Linked DNA regions of Zea mays: regions 2 and 3 are each linked to region 1. Evidence: chromatin contacts called from public Hi-C data. All regions are on one chromosome and are shown on one strand. Each heading gives the region's core, a stretch centred on a gene start, on an enhancer-like site or on the middle of the called end of the contact. The rest is flanking DNA. Distances are from core to core; before and after follow the strand shown. Region 1 holds the start of LOC100283369. Region 2 has its middle 160 kb from the start of LOC103655480. Region 3 holds the start of LOC100282695 (nucleic acid binding protein).

Evidence for each region. A called contact is a pair of places that touch in the nucleus more often than the background predicts.
Region 2: a contact with region 1 is called in a Hi-C map of leaf, with 3 times the contacts expected there. The contact joins the enhancer-like site here to the promoter of LOC100283369 in region 1. A contact is called at or near these places in 2 of 25 Hi-C or Micro-C datasets (both in leaf).
Region 3: a contact with region 1 is called in a Hi-C map of ear, with 2.1 times the contacts expected there. The contact joins the promoter of LOC100282695 here to the promoter of LOC100283369 in region 1. A contact is called at or near these places in 2 of 25 Hi-C or Micro-C datasets (ear and tassel).

Annotation. Positions count from the first base shown.
Region 1 is chr4:124,254,389-124,259,470 of Zm-B73-REFERENCE-NAM-5.0, forward strand. LOC100283369 reads left to right here and starts at 3,070. Exons shown (of 6, transcript NM_001412491.1): 1 at 3,070-3,363; 2 at 4,429-4,624; 3 at 4,909-4,958; 4 at 5,049-5,082. The coding sequence starts at 4,949.
Region 2 is chr4:124,035,761-124,040,842 of Zm-B73-REFERENCE-NAM-5.0, forward strand. No RefSeq gene overlaps it. Among protein-coding and RNA genes, the nearest start is that of LOC103655480, 160 kb to the left of the region's middle. Within about 2 kb of position 2,906, at least 18 of the 20 cell types and tissues checked have an H3K27ac peak or open chromatin away from gene starts, as enhancers often do. A contact at or near this core is called in leaf, where this site is marked.
Region 3 is chr4:124,461,546-124,466,627 of Zm-B73-REFERENCE-NAM-5.0, forward strand. It overlaps LOC100282695 (nucleic acid binding protein), which reads left to right and starts at 2,926. Exons shown (of 9, transcript NM_001155602.1): 1 at 2,926-3,047; 2 at 3,203-3,643; 3 at 3,862-3,937; 4 at 4,077-4,152; 5 at 4,474-4,557. The coding sequence starts at 3,250.

The sequences.
Region 1 (5,082 bases), core at 1,820-4,319:
AAATGGTCTGCACCATTTTTTCTAGTGTGGCAACTTCTCCCTCGTCGTGTCGGGGACGATGATTCCTCCTGCGCTTGTGAGGGTGTTCTTGACGCTCCTTCTCGCTGCTTTGCTCGCTGGTGTCGCATGAGCTTTTCCCCTTGCAGAAGATTGCCCCTACTGCATACTCCCCGTCTACGAACTTGGTCGCAATGTTGAGGAGATCGACGATTGTCTTCGATGACCCCTGCCCGAGTTCATGGACGAGAGCCTCATTAGTGGTGCCATAAGTGAAGGCACTTACCACGTCGGCGTCAGTAGCGTCGGGTCTTTTGTTGTTTTTCTGGGAGAACCTCTAGACGTAACCCCGGAGACTCTCCCCACTCTTTTGGGTACACCTCTTGAGGTCCTAGGTTCTCCCAGGGCATTTATAGTTGTCCTAGAAGTTTCCGATGAAGGCCTTCCTGAGGTCGGCCCAGTCATGGATGGTGGCGCTTGGCTAGTGCTCAAGCCAGCCCCTCACCCCCTTAGCGAGGTGAATGGGGAGGAACTAGATAATGAGATGGTATTTTTTGATTCCCGCCATGCGGAAAGCAAGGCGGTAATCCTCCAACCAGACGCTAGGATTTGAGGACCTGTTGTACTTGGAGAAGTTTGTTGGTGCTCTCACTTTCGCAGGGAACTACGCCTTCCTGATTGCACGTTTGAAGGCTCGTGGCCCTGACTTGGGTGGGCTGGGGCTACACACGCGCCTCTTTTCGCGTGGTTACTCAACCTTTTCTTGCTCTCGGCGTTTGTTGTTGATGATGTATCGGGGCGTCGTGGATATCCCTGAGGCGGTCTTGCAGGGGAACGTGTGTCCTCGTGGATTGGGAGGGTTGTGCCCCCTGCTCCAGGACGAGGTCGTGCGTGGGCTATAGTTGTTTATCGATCAATCTTGGCCTATTGTACCCCAACTTTCTCCACTATATTGTGTAGTTTTCGATACATCGCCCTTACCTATGGTTCGTCTAGCTGAGGGATCGATCGAAGCATCGTAGCTGTCGTGACCATGTTTTGCATGGGGTTGAGGAAGTATTGTGCCCCGTCTCATCTTTGGTTATGAATGATAAAATTGATATGTGCTCTATGTTTTTTGTTTGGAGATTTGGTCATGTGAACTAATTGATGATGTGATGTATGTGAATTATGAAAGGTGTTTGTGAATTATGAATGGTGTTTGTGATGTATGTGAATGGATATATATATTATGTGCTTATTTTTTGTGAATGGGGTGAGAATTAGCAAAATGGGCTGCTGGTTTGCAGCAGCAGCACATGTTAACTCCCGTGGGTTATGGTCAAGCCGATGGGAGTTACTAGTTGCGGGGTAATTCCTATTGGCTAGCTAAGCCGATGGAAATTACCCGTTAATTGTTGTTGGCCGAGGGCGAAACCGATGGGGGTTATAACTCCCGTCAACTAGAGTGGGAGCCGGTGAGCATTATGATGTCTGGCAATAACTGTCATTGGCTACCAAAGGCCAACGAGAGCTAATTAATTCTCGTCGGCTAGAATTAGTTAATTCCTGACCAATAATTCTCGTTGGCCGGGAACCGACGGGAATAAGCCTTATGAGCTGGCTTATTCCCGTCGGTACCTAACCGATGGGATTTTCCTTTATTACTGTTATGTATTAACCTGCATGACTAAAATCTAAAGTAGCCAGCTTATAATGGTACCAATCTTTGCCTCATCCACCTCAATGCCCTAAGATACCTCAATGCCCTAAGATGTAACAACATAACCAAGAAAAGACACTCGATCGGTTCAAAAGGTGCACTTCTCAAGGTTACCGAACAAAGGTGCATCACACAAGACATTAATGCTCAAAGATGCATCCACTGACTTGCTATAAATGAGTATATCATCAAAATAAACTTTAAAAAATTACGAATGGATGGACATAAAATCTTGTTCATCAATTTATGAAAGTGCTAGGTGCATCAGTTAACCTAAGAGACATTATTAACCACTCATAAAATGACGAACTTAGTTTTAAAGGCAATTTCATGTTCATCTCATAAAGTCATATGAATCTAGTGGTAACCACTATGCAAGTAAGTTTTTGAGAAAATAAGGGGTCATTTGGAAGCGCTCCGCTCCCAAATTTCGTGGAGTGAATTCAAGGTGCACTGCCAAATGGTCAAAATAACAACTAATTCAGGTGGGGAGCAGGCAAGAATCACTTCTCCATTTAAACAGGGAACCCGAAGCTAAAAACAGCTTCACCCAGCTCTCTGTTATATTATGTTGGGGAGCAAGAGAGAATCAATTATCATCAACTCCCAACCCTGCTCCCACCTAGGAGTCCACTAGAATCACTCCATCGGAGAATCAAGGAACAAAGTTGAAGAATCATGGAGTGGAGCTTTCCTAAATGGAGGGCCTAAGATAACCACTTAACTCATCAAGCATGTATTTTAATCTAGGAATGGGGTGGACATATTACTTGATGGAAGGATTAGGTCCGATCTTCCGAAAGGTAAGTTGATTGAGATGGAGATTTTTACGTTAATGATCTAACGCTCTAAAAGAACGAATCCTCATAATCACTACACTACTGCTCTATTGATAAGACTCCAAACGGACACCTCATCGCAACCACTACACCATTGTTCTGTTAGTGTATCTAGACAATAATTAGAATAATTTGGATATTTTATTATCTTTCGAGAGCTATTTTTTGAAGCTTCTTGTTATATTTTCCGTTAGCTCTAAAAATTCTACTTGCTCTCATTGGTTTGAATTGGACCTGACGATCACATGAAACCTTAGGGCTTGTTATGTAAATGAACCTGCTCTTCTGAAGTAATAAAGAGCAAACTCTGTTCCAAAAAAAAGATGACTTCTTTCCATTTTCTAGCAGGCTGGGCAATTCTGGAAATAGACACGCGTATATAGTTCAGCCCAAATGTTCAATTTGGCCCATAAAAATTGAACATTGTTTTCTGATGGGCTAAGAGAACTAAAGATCATGCTCGTTTTGGCCCAGTTCATTTAACCCTAACCTTAACTTTACTTGTCCTCTTGTTCCTCCGCATCTCTTGCCATCCGCTGGAGAAGAGTCAATCGCGGCGGCCCCGTTCAATGGTCTCACGACGGCTACCGTGAACACGACGACGCACCCGCGCGAGATGGCGACCTCCTCGGCGTCTATCTATGGCTTGGTTGCTGGCGAGGCTAGTGGCGATCTTGTTGCCCTCCCTCAGGCGGGTGAGTCTTGCGGCGGGCGCAAACACAGCGGGTGAGCTAATGGCAGCCAATGCAACCGGTTAAGGGCACACGTCCGGCAATGGCGCCCCGTACTGTAGTGCCTATAGTGGTCAGCGCCAAGCCCTATCAGGTACGTATCAAATCCACCCCTCACGAGTCTTTGAAGATTAGGATTCCTGATAAAGGGTGGTGTTTGGTGTTTTCGTGAACTGGGGGTTCCTGAATTTATTATTATTTTTTTGGGGGGAAGAACTGGTTTGTCAAACTATGGTTTCAGGAATTGAATTTGGTCGTGATTTGCTAATCCCCTCATTGTACTTGCTGTTATTCTCTACGTTAGACATGAGCCGAATCTCAATTAGGCTTACGGCCCGTTTAATTTGTTGGAATTGCATTTTAATAATTATAATTTAGATAAAATTAATTAAATGCATATATTTATACATATAATATATTTATATATTATCTTAAATAATATGAGAGAGATAATTATATACTACATATATGTTATAGCGAAGCAAATAAAAGAGTGTATTATAAGTTGTAATCGAAAAAATATCATGTAAACTTATAAAATCAATTTCCGTCTTTCACCATATGAATTTGAGATAGTCTTATATGATAACTTTAGAAAAATGGTGCATGCCACGTCTAAAAGAAAATAGTCTATTTCATTAATAAGATTTTAATTTCTAAAAATGAAAGGAAACAAACGGGACCTTAAACTAATTAACCCTAAGCAATTGAGTCTTTATAATTTGTCACAGTTGGTGGGTCAGTTTGGGAATTTGGCACAGTGGAAATGCAGTGGAGGTCCACGGCCAGAGCCGGCCGGTGTTTATTTTAATAAGGGTGGTGTTTGGGGTTTTCGTGAACTGGGGGTTCCTGTTTTTTTTTTTGTGTGTGTGTGGGGAGAACTGGTTTGTCGAACTAGGGTTTCAGGAATTGAATTTGGTCGTGATTTGCTAATCCCCTCATTGTACTTGCTGATCTTCTCTACGTTAGACATGAGCCGAACCTCAATTAGGCTTAAACTAATTAACCCGAAGCAATTGAGTCTTTATAATTTGGCACAGTTATTAGTGGGTCAGTTTGGGAATTTGACACAGTGGAAATGCAGTGGAGGTCCACGGCCAGAGCCGGCCGGTGTTTATTTTAATATCTTGTCACGTGAACCCTGTCACCTTCTCTGCAGTAGGCCATGTGCACACCAGTACCGCGGTGCCTGCTGCATGCTCCTGCGCCCAACGCCAAAGGAAAAAAAAGGAATACGGTCTACTACTAGAGTAGTAGTTCTCCATTCATCACTTTGCACTTTGCAGTCGATCTCAGCCAGCCATCCTCCTGCAGTCCTGCTATCGTCACCCTGCAGGCTCTTTCTTGATTCCGAGGTCAGCAACAACTTTTCCTGTCTCTCTTTTCCAATCGCTTTCAGTGAAAAGGATCTGGCAATTCCAGGTAAACTTGAGTAAAGAGAAATGCCGAGGTTAGTTCTAACTTCATACTGATTTGGTGCCATTAAGCTATGCGCGACAAAAGTGGGGAACGGTGAAAAGGGGATTCATATTTTTGGTTGGAATACAAAATTACTGTAGTCTATACTGTTTTTTTTGTTGCTCTCTGCGAGTTTTTCAGAACAGGAAATTCAGAAAAATCTGATGCAGAGTTTTTCCAGGTCTGGATAAATCTTGGATCTGGAGCCCAGACTCGCTCTCATGAACTCAGGTAACAGTACATAAATCTGCAACGCACGGACTTGTTCTTCTGAACTCACCTGCCTGATAGCGCTTAAATCTGCAATGTGATGGCGGTCAGACTACACCACCAACAAGGGCGCCAACGGGCGGCC
Region 2 (5,082 bases), core at 1,656-4,155, 220 kb before region 1:
GAATTTAATTTTCTCATGACAATATGATATCTCTCCTCACACTCACTCTTAGTTCCTTCATATAATGCACATATATATGACCGTAAAGAATGTGCATTTTTATTATTTCTATCACACCCAGATTTAGGGGGCCAAACTCGGGCGCGACTGGCATGTGTGCTAGGATCAAGTCTCACACATATGATGACTCATGGTACAGAAATGAATGTCACATATTTAATATGTAACAGAGTTCTGTACAAAATAGTTAAATAATTACATCATACGAAGACAACGATACAGCAACCATAGTTGACTGGGAAACGACGGCCTAGACCTCTCACGAACTCATTGCGACATCCTTCATGCTCCTTATCCTGTGGTACCGGTCTTGACCTGGGGGATGTGAGTACAGCAAGAGTGAGCTCACAAACGTTCATCACTCAACAAGGTTTGGGGATTAATGTGCATGAGCTCACTTCTGGTGGGGCTCATGTGAAGTGTAAGGCTTAACAAAGAGGATGGTTAAAGCCTAGCATTCCTTTTATAGTTGGTCGAAAATTTATTAGCAGTTACTAAGTATAAGTAGATACCAACCCAATTAAATAAGAGAACACAATTAATAATAACACCCTAAATGCAATGCATATGACAAGTTAAGTTTAATTCCATAAGTTAATCATGTGAGTGTCCAAGTCGCTCATGACCGTGAGTACGGCTGATATACCCGTTTTACACTCTATAGAGGTTGCACATCTTTACCCACAAGTGGTGTTACCTATTTGCCAAGGGATCCTAACTTCCCATTCATCACTGTCGAGGAGACGAGGCAGGGTAGCACTATGAGGCCTTTACAAAGTTCCACTAGCTTCAGAAAACTCGCTACGGTTTCTAAGAAGGGCAATATAGGAATCCCTCATTCGAAAAGATATCGCAGCATGATCGACCCAAGAACCTCCCTATATGCAGCTCCTCTACCACCCTTGCCCCTTTCGGGTAAGGTAGTCCTCCACTGACTTTCCTAATTAGTCAGCCAAGGGCGTCCCATACCACCCTTGTTGTAGCACTATTTTCCCGGGTGGTTCTCCATGTTCTAATTAACGTGATGATCTTATCATGAAAAATAATTAAAACAACAAGAAGCCAGAACATGATCATAATATAACATTAATTTCCCAAAACCAGGTAGAGCAATAGCAAATCTACCCAACAATTCTTTTGTTTACAAGGTGTGGGATAACCAATGCTAGGGAAACCTTTTAGGTCCCATCAAATTAACCTGAGCATGTCACAATGATTAACAGGAACATTATTAGGTAAAGAAAAGTGATCAAGGGCACAACTTGCCTTAGACTCGAGATTCCTAGGTACCAAGTTAGTCTTTATATTCTCGTGACCTCACCGCTATTCATAGCAATACATACAAATAGACAAGGAGTACATAAAAATAATAGTACACCAAACATGAGAACAAACAACGTAAGAATATTATATGCGATGCTACAAGAGCGTAGGTTCGAGAACTAATAAATTCGGAGTTACGGTTGAGGAGATATAGTTTTCGGAAGACTTACGTGTTTGAATAATAAAAACTAGATTCTATGTGAATTAATGTAAATTGTATGAGAAAATATATGAAAGATATAACTAATTCAATTACTCTAAGTTACAACTTGAGCAGGGATCATGTCCTAGTTTGGTTATAATTATGGATAGATTAAGAAAGATAAATCTACAAAAACATAGGTTAAATAATATCTATTTATAAAAGTTTTGGGACATGATCAAATAATATTTCTACTGTGTAGACAACTTTATTACGAAACTAACGCAACTTGAACGGAACAAAACAGAGTTAAAATGAGCAAGATATGGATTTTCCTAGGTTTTGTCCATTTTTGTATTAATTTTGTGAATAAAAATAAACTAATACACAAAGTCTTCATTTATTTTTATTTTCTTTACACTGAAAAATGGACGGCGGGTTAGTTTGTGAAAAGCATGGGGTCCTTTTTGAATTTTTCGCACGCCGAAGGGGTATAGGTTCATGTGAGCCATTGGATCAGGATTGGATGCGTGAGATTAAATCAAATCCTTTCTGAACCGGTACGCACATGTTGTCGTCCGATCACGATCCGAAGGTTCAGATTTTAAATTGATGTGATCTAATCTTACCCGCCTGATCAGAGTTGGATGACTACGACTTGATCCACTCTATTCTAATCCCAACCTTCCAAACCCGGATCCACGACCACCGCACTCTTAGCCAAACCAGTATGTTACTTCTAATCGTGGCCATCCGTGACCAGATCAGCGGCCATGCGATTGTCTCTCCCCCACGCCCGATCTCGACGGCGACGTTGCCCCGTCGAACACCCGCCCAAGGTTCTAGGGCATAATCCGAATTCTACCAGGAGGAAAAGAGGGCGAACGCTTTCGTGAACATGACGGGGTGGCATACAAGTGCACAGCACGGCCGGAGCCTCATTCGCGGAGTAGCGCGGTTCCTCGACGCGGCTTCATCACCGGCAAGAAATCGCCCACGCTCAGCTCGATTTCCCCACCAAACAACACCACGGACGCATCCGCCAGGATAGGCCGAGCCTCCCCGGGACCATGCCCTACGGTCGAGAGAAGGTATGGACGACACCCAGGCGCGGCGGCTCTTCCTTCTCTGCTCACGGCGACGAGATGGCTCTCGGCGCGACGATTTGAGAGGATGAGGAAGGGGGGGCACGATGGTTATTAATACTAAGGGTGATGACCAAATCCTAACAACCCCTCCCAGAAGCGGGCATGGCAGCAATGCATGTGTCGTCTGCGCGTGAGCTCGTGATGGAGAAAGAAGAGAGTTCTGAACTGTGGGGACCATAGGTCAGCGACGGAGCGCGCGCGAGGTGTGGCTGGTTCACGGGCCCGATCTGTCAGTGTCAAGGGTTGGGAGCTATGGTGCGGGCCCACATGTCGGCGAGTAGCAGGGCGCATGGGCCACACTGGTGAGGGGGGAATTTGGGTTGCGGTCTGCTTTAGGCCCATACAGCTAGTGGGTCATTGCTTTTCCTTCTCTTTTTTTTGTTTTATTTTTTCTGATTTTGGCTCAAGTCAAATTCAAATTTGAGTTCCCACAAACAAAATAAATGCAGCAGCATGAAATAGTTATACAGTTATATCAGTTTCTTTTATTTGCTTTAGAGGAATATACTTTATAAAGAAATAAAATCATTATTAGAAAACATTTTATCTCAAAAAAAATTAGAAATTTTTTTAAATCATCAAAATGTGATTTTGAGTGTTACAATTTCTCACTCTATTGAAAACATCTTTGCAAGGACCCCTAAAAGAGTGCTTTTGGCCTTTGCATTCCATTTCTCATAATTAACTTCATCACCTAAGAGGTTTGCGACATCTCTAGGTTGGGGGAACCCTTGGGTGGCGTGTAACACACGAAAATCCTATCTTGAGATTTTGGAAAATTCTTCAAAGGTTTTGATTTAAAATATATTTTCCTTGGAGATTACTATGAATATCTTAACTAATGAAAGATCACTAAGTGAATTAAGTTATCCCTTTATAAGTACTCTTTAAATGGATTTAAGTTAAATCATATTTTGATGACGACTAATGTGGTAAAACCGTTGAGATTATTCTAGCTTAAGTGACTAGGTCTCACCTCAGGGTCAATGACACACTTAAATTGGAATAAATTGTCAGTCCGTCGGATCTAGTCTGATAAAACTACTCCACGAGGATCGAATACCACTTGCTCACACGAATGGGAGACACAGAGAAATACAATAAAGCTTAAAACCACAGATTAGTGAGGTACATGAGTTATTACATAAATTGGAGTTCAACAGTAAGAAACATTGTTTGTAGTGCATCGAATATCACTAACGATGATAACTAGGGAGTAGGGCGAAGCCTAGCCACTACTCCTAGTCCTCTCCTCCTGAGGCAGCATCCCACTCGTCTGTCCATCCCGGTGGCAGCGTTGCTGGTCAAGTCACACCATCAATCATTTCATGCAAGAGACCTGTAAAATTATGCCACAAGCAAAGCTGACTATATTAATACTCAACTAGACTTACCCGGTGTGAGGAGTCTACTCCTCTACCTCTAGACCATGAAGTTGTTTAGCTGAGGGGTTTGGGTTGCCAAAAGCATTAGGTGAGTCTAAGTCAAGTTTTAGCTTTTTCAAGTTCTATGATATTCCTTAAACTAGGTTTGCCTTCTTCTAAGCATACATTGTAACAAGTGTTTAATGCAATCAATACTTTATCTCATGAAACCTCTTTCACTTCTTACTCCATGCAGTACAATGGGTCAAGTAGTCTCATTAGCTGCGAGAAGCAGACGATTCGAATCGAGTTTTTAACCTTGCAAGGTAAACCTAAACACACGACATATGAGGGAACTTCGTCCGACACACATTAAACGTCCCATCAATTCCTCGGTAATAGAACAGGGCTCACGACCTTGGCATACAATGCCCCACTGACCCTGGCTGCCGTCGTGCAGTGACTGCACTTGTACCCACCAAAGCTAGCATGGGGGACTCCATCTCAGGACCAATGAGGAGTAAATTCTGTGGGCAGGTTCACTCAGGTACTAGGCTTACCAATTTACCATATTTCTCGGTATATGTTTAGTATGTTCAAACACTTGACACAGGTATCCACACGTTAATCCTTATCTAATTCTGTCTCATGGATAGGGCATCCCCTTGGATCCATGTCCATAGACATATCATAATTCTATTATCAAAATGGATACAACCAATTCCCGACCTCACGTGAGTGCTATAAAAATCACTCAACTTCTATCGAGATCCTTAATTAGCAAGCAACTACTCGACCTAGCATACTAGTATCCATCTCACAAGGGAACCTGAGTTCATGCAACTAGGGTTTTCAAACAACTCCTACACCAGTGCACAGTACAAGCCTACAAACAATAGTTACAGTAAAATAGCATATTAAAGGTTATGCATAAAACTGGGCCTTGCCTTCATGTGCGGGTGCAGCGGGGAATTCCTCAACGGCAGGTTCGGGAGCAGGCTCTTGGACTTCTTCTTGCTCGACTCCTTGCTCCAGAATCAGCATG
Region 3 (5,082 bases), core at 1,676-4,175, 210 kb after region 1:
AAAGTAAACTGACCAACATCATACAAGTAGATCATGAGGACTAATACACAAAAAACAGATGCATAGTATAGATATCGCACAAACTACAGAGAGCATAGGATCGCACCAAGTGTCTCGTATGGTGATTTCTCTGAAACCCAACTTGCTGAGCACGTGGACACCCTCTTCCGAACCCTGTTGGCCGCCCGACCTCATTGAACACAAATACAGGTAGACTGAAGTCGACAATAGACCATGAGCACGTCAGTGCATCAGAGCACGAAAACACAAAAAGAGATGGAATTGGTGTCATGCTCATTTAGTATTGTACTATTAACATGTATATTATCACATAATAAAAGAGGTAAAGTATGACTCGTATATTTTATATAATAGAACAATGATGACCTTTAGTATTATAACATGATTGTTATTTTCTATAGAGTTGACCAAAGTCAAAACATATTTACTTAAAACAAAGTCAGAAATTATTTATTATGAATAGAGGAATGACTGGAGTACTTTAATTTGAGACACAAGGTAACTGGACTCTCATTTCACTGAATATGCAACATGTTTGCAGTGATGTTCTAAAACACGTCATCTGAATTCCACACACCTATGCACGAAATAATCGTTTGCATGGTGACAGACTTAGTTGAACTGTACCTAGTTGCCTTCCCGTGCTTCAGGTTCAGGCCCCTCCCCCTTGAAGACATCTTCAGAGGTTTAGTACAGAGGTGGCATAAAAGCAAAAACAAAAATGCAACAAACAACCAATGTGTTTTTAAATAATTATCCACTGTAGAAGTTGCCACCAACTATTTGTTGTACTGGTTACCAAGTGTCAATTCTACTACTAATTTTCGCTTCACACCAAAATACCTATGATACGACAACCATACTTCTATCTAGAATATGCTCTATCATATATCAAGATGTAAACTCAGCCATAATATGTATTTAGAACTTTAGATTACTCACGAGGCGGATATAGGATTGGTGCCTCGGTGGAGCTCGCGGCGCGCTGGCGCGGAGCGGGCTATGGATCTTGGCTGAGGGTGGGTCCACGGGGAGGAGCCCGGCCTACTGACTGTTGAGGAGGAGCTCGTCCTCCACTTGGGCGGGTGGGCGACCTGGTGAAGGCACGGAGCTCTGATCGGTCTCGACGGTGCCTTGGCCTTGTCAGACGCAACCCCCACACAACATCCCCGTGGCCTAGGCAGACATGCGGCGAATCTCGGAGCACATAGCTGGCGGAGGCACGGGAGGAGCTCGTCCTCCACTCTGGCAGGTGGGTGGCCTAGGTGGAGGTGCGGAGCTCTGCTCGGCCTCGATGGCGTCTCGATCTGGGCGGCCCTGCTTTGCTCGGCCTCGTCAGAAAAGGGAGGAGGCACGGTGGGGCCTAACAACCGGTTGCCACGAAGGTTGAGGCGGAGCAACGACAACCGCATGGACCTCAGGATCTCGCCAGAGCGGCAATGACAACCGCATGGATTCGGGTCCGGCGGCCGACTGCCGCTGGTCGTCTACTTCCACGACGGCGACTACGTCCTGTTCCGCGTGGCCTCTGCGCCGTTCCACAACACGTGCGCGGCGCTGGCCGCCGCCGCCCGGCGGTCGTGGCGTCCGTGGACTACCGCCTGGCGCCCGAGCACCGCCTCCCCGCGGCGTTCGAGGACGTCACCGACGCCGTGATTAGGGGAAGCGAGACGCGCGTGATGCGGGGCAGGGGGAGGCGACAGCTGCTGATCGGCGGGACAGGGGGTATGATTAGGGGAAGGAGGAGGCGGCAGCCGCGGATCGGCGGGACAAAGGGCGATAGGATAATAGGCCACCAAGTGGAACAATAAAACATCATTTTTCATAGAGAACTGGTTAACAACAAACCAAACCAATGGAATAGAGGGTGAGAAGAAGGGGACGATGTATTGTGTGCCATCGAATTCCAAAGCAAATAAGCGTATGTCTTGTCTATCTCACCAGAATCAGCTTACTTGTTCACGAGGATCTCAAGATTCGGGAGGCTCTTGGCAACGGGGTTGTTCTTCGTGGCATAATTGAATAGGGAAATCAACTTCTTACAGGAGCATTGCTCGACAGCAAGGAGGACTGCGACGAGAAGCGACTGGGTGACCTCCTCATCGTCGGCTATGGCGTCAGCGCCGCAGGGGAGGTGAAGATGTCATTGGCGTCCCCAACTTCCTCCCACATCGAGCTCAAGTTGTCCCTCAGCGCCATCTTGGATCTGGGGAATAGAAGGCTTTGGGGGAAGGGATCCACCGCGGTGGAGCGAGAGACATCGGATGGGATCTTGGGAGAAGAGGAAGCGAGAGAGAGGGTGGGGGGTCGAGTTAGGGTTTGAATGGAATATGGTGCTGTAGGTGGTGGCAGTGACCAGGAAATGGTCGAGCGGAGTAGAAGTCAGAGACGGAGCGTAGTGGCGTGGGTGTCGTGGATGTGGCGGCCAGCGCCAGTGGGAAGAAGAGGAGCTCGAGTTGGTGGGGATGGCCTTACCGTGGGCGGCGGTGGCGGCAGGCTGCTGCGGCGGGGCGGCTTCTTGCTCTGTGGCGGCGGGGGAGGTACCTCGCGTGTTGGCTGTCTAGCGCCATGGATAGAATGTGCGCGGTGGGGGAGGCGCAGTTTCTGGGGGAGCGCGGTGGGGAGGCGACTGAGAATGGCATACGCGCGGTGGCAGAACGTGACGTACGGGTGTAGACGCCTACAATGAAATTTTATAAAGTAGTAGAGATATATATTTTTGTGCCGGCTAAACTGGCCCTTAGAGCGAAGCCGCCACCTCTCTTTTCGTTCCAGCGAGACCCGTTCTGCCACGGTCTATAATCGCAAAAATCTCGACACAAGGCGAAACGGGATCGCCCGCCCAGTCCACGCACCAAATTTCCATTCCATCTTACCTGCTTGAGTACTACTCTCCCGTTCACCACGTTCACTCCGTATCTCTCGTGCCTTTTTCCTTTCCTGGTTGCGACGAGCCGACGACTGGGCGGACGCCGCTGCCGCCCTACGCCAGGTCTTCGTCGGCCCCTTCGACGAGCACACACAAGGTATGCCATCTCTTCTCCTCCCTTCCTTTCCCTTTCCTTCCTGCCGTGCGAAACCGAGCACCCAATGAACTCTCCGTGGTTTCGGACCCAAACCCTAACGTAAGCTATCTGTGTTTTGGGTTGACATAATTACGAGTATATACTGTTCGCTGCAGATTCAGTCGGGAATGTTGAATGCATAGTGTAATTTCTGCGCAAAAAGATGGCATCAGACGAGTTCATCAGCCTTGACGCACCTTGTGAGGCTGATGCGAAAGATGAAGGGGGAGACGTTCAGGTTAAAGCTCCTGATGTGAGTGGGATGGAGCCTCTGGTATCGGATCTCCAACCAGAAGGGAAAGCTGGTGCTGTGGGTAGTAATCCCAAGACATCTGCTGGGAACCTGGATCTTGAAGAGGGGCAAGTGGAAGATATGGACCTCGCGGATGATGACGTAGTGGTTGGAAAGGATCAGCTATTAGATGCTTCCATTCAGCCCGAGATCAGTGTTGCAGCTGTGCAGACTGTGATTGGTTTTGAGGTCAAGCTGGACAAGGGGGACGGGACTGAAAATGAAATAATTTATGAGTCAAACAGCATCTCTATTGAAGAAAGTCGTATCCTATTGAATGGAATATTATGTATTTCTTCTAATATACTTGTGCAACTGCAAGTGTCTATGTTTTCTGAAGATTCATTTGTTTCCATTGAATCCTTGGAACTGTACTTGCATAAGAAGTGCAGACTCTTGCTTATACTCCTGGGACCCTAAACATGTTATTGTGATCTGGGGGGAATTTATAGTTGTTGTTGTTCCTTGATGTGGCATTTTTAGCCTCAAGAGGAGTTAAAAGAGCCCGTGTGGAATCAAAGGAACCTTCTGTTCGTGTCATCTACAGTGACTTGACAAGGTTAATTACAAGATGCTTTCCATTCTCACTAATATATATGGTAGCACATGACATTTTGTCGTACCAACTTTCATGCTCCAGAAAATATTTGTAAATCATTTGGTTATCTTTTAATAGTATTGGTATCTTAATATCTCAGGGAAAGCAAACGAAAGCTTATGCAATTGATGCAACAATGGTCTGAGTGGCAGGCTAGAAGGATGCACCATTTGGAGGTACTGTTCCCTATAATTATGTATGCTTCTAGTGTATGTGCCTCCATTTTTATCTGTATATCCTTAGTCTTTGACAGTGCCATAGATGAGTCTAGCTGTTTCTACTGTGGGGATATGGGGGAGTAGAAATAATGGAACATGACAGAACTTGTTCCAGTTCTTGCAATTTTGAATCTTTCTTACTCACTCAAGTGTTACCACAGTGATTCAGTATTGTCCTTATAACCTATCAGTACAAGAAGATATTGCATTCAGAAAGAATTATTTAGAAATGATATAATTGAAGTTTCTTGACATTTATTTTCCTTCTGGAAATAACAGGAAGCTGTGGAAGTGACCTTAGAAAGTGGTGAAGAGACTTATTATCCTGCATTACATGTTGGTTCTGAGAAATCTTGTGCCGTGGTATGTATGTCATTATGTTGAAGTTGACCTGACAATGTCCAGAAACAATATTATATGATTACTTTGAATATATGATTGGTGATTTATCTTGTGTTCTCTTTTTCTCGTTATGCTCTGGCTTCAGCTGGGTGTTACTTGGACAGTTGGGCATTAACACCATCTTTAACGTAAAACCTATCTTAATTATTTGCAATCTAAGAAACTAAATGTACAGAGGTGGTCATACTTTTTGACTTATGAAGACTGCATGCATTTTAGTGTCTATTTTGTTCTTTTTTCTAAAACGATTTCTTTAAAAGTAAAATTTAAAAATTGACAACTACTTTGACACATTTGTAGGAAGCAACTTCTGGTGCTCATTGCAGAAACCTACAATTATTTTGAGTTCTTGGCACCTTGTTGCAGAAGACCATCACTATAACTTTCTAACCGTGAACCCACATGTCAGCCCCTGTAGCATGTCACTGGTGGTCTCATGTTTCAATGTTTCTGGTGAGGAAGTTGTAGGTTTCTGGAATGGTCCCC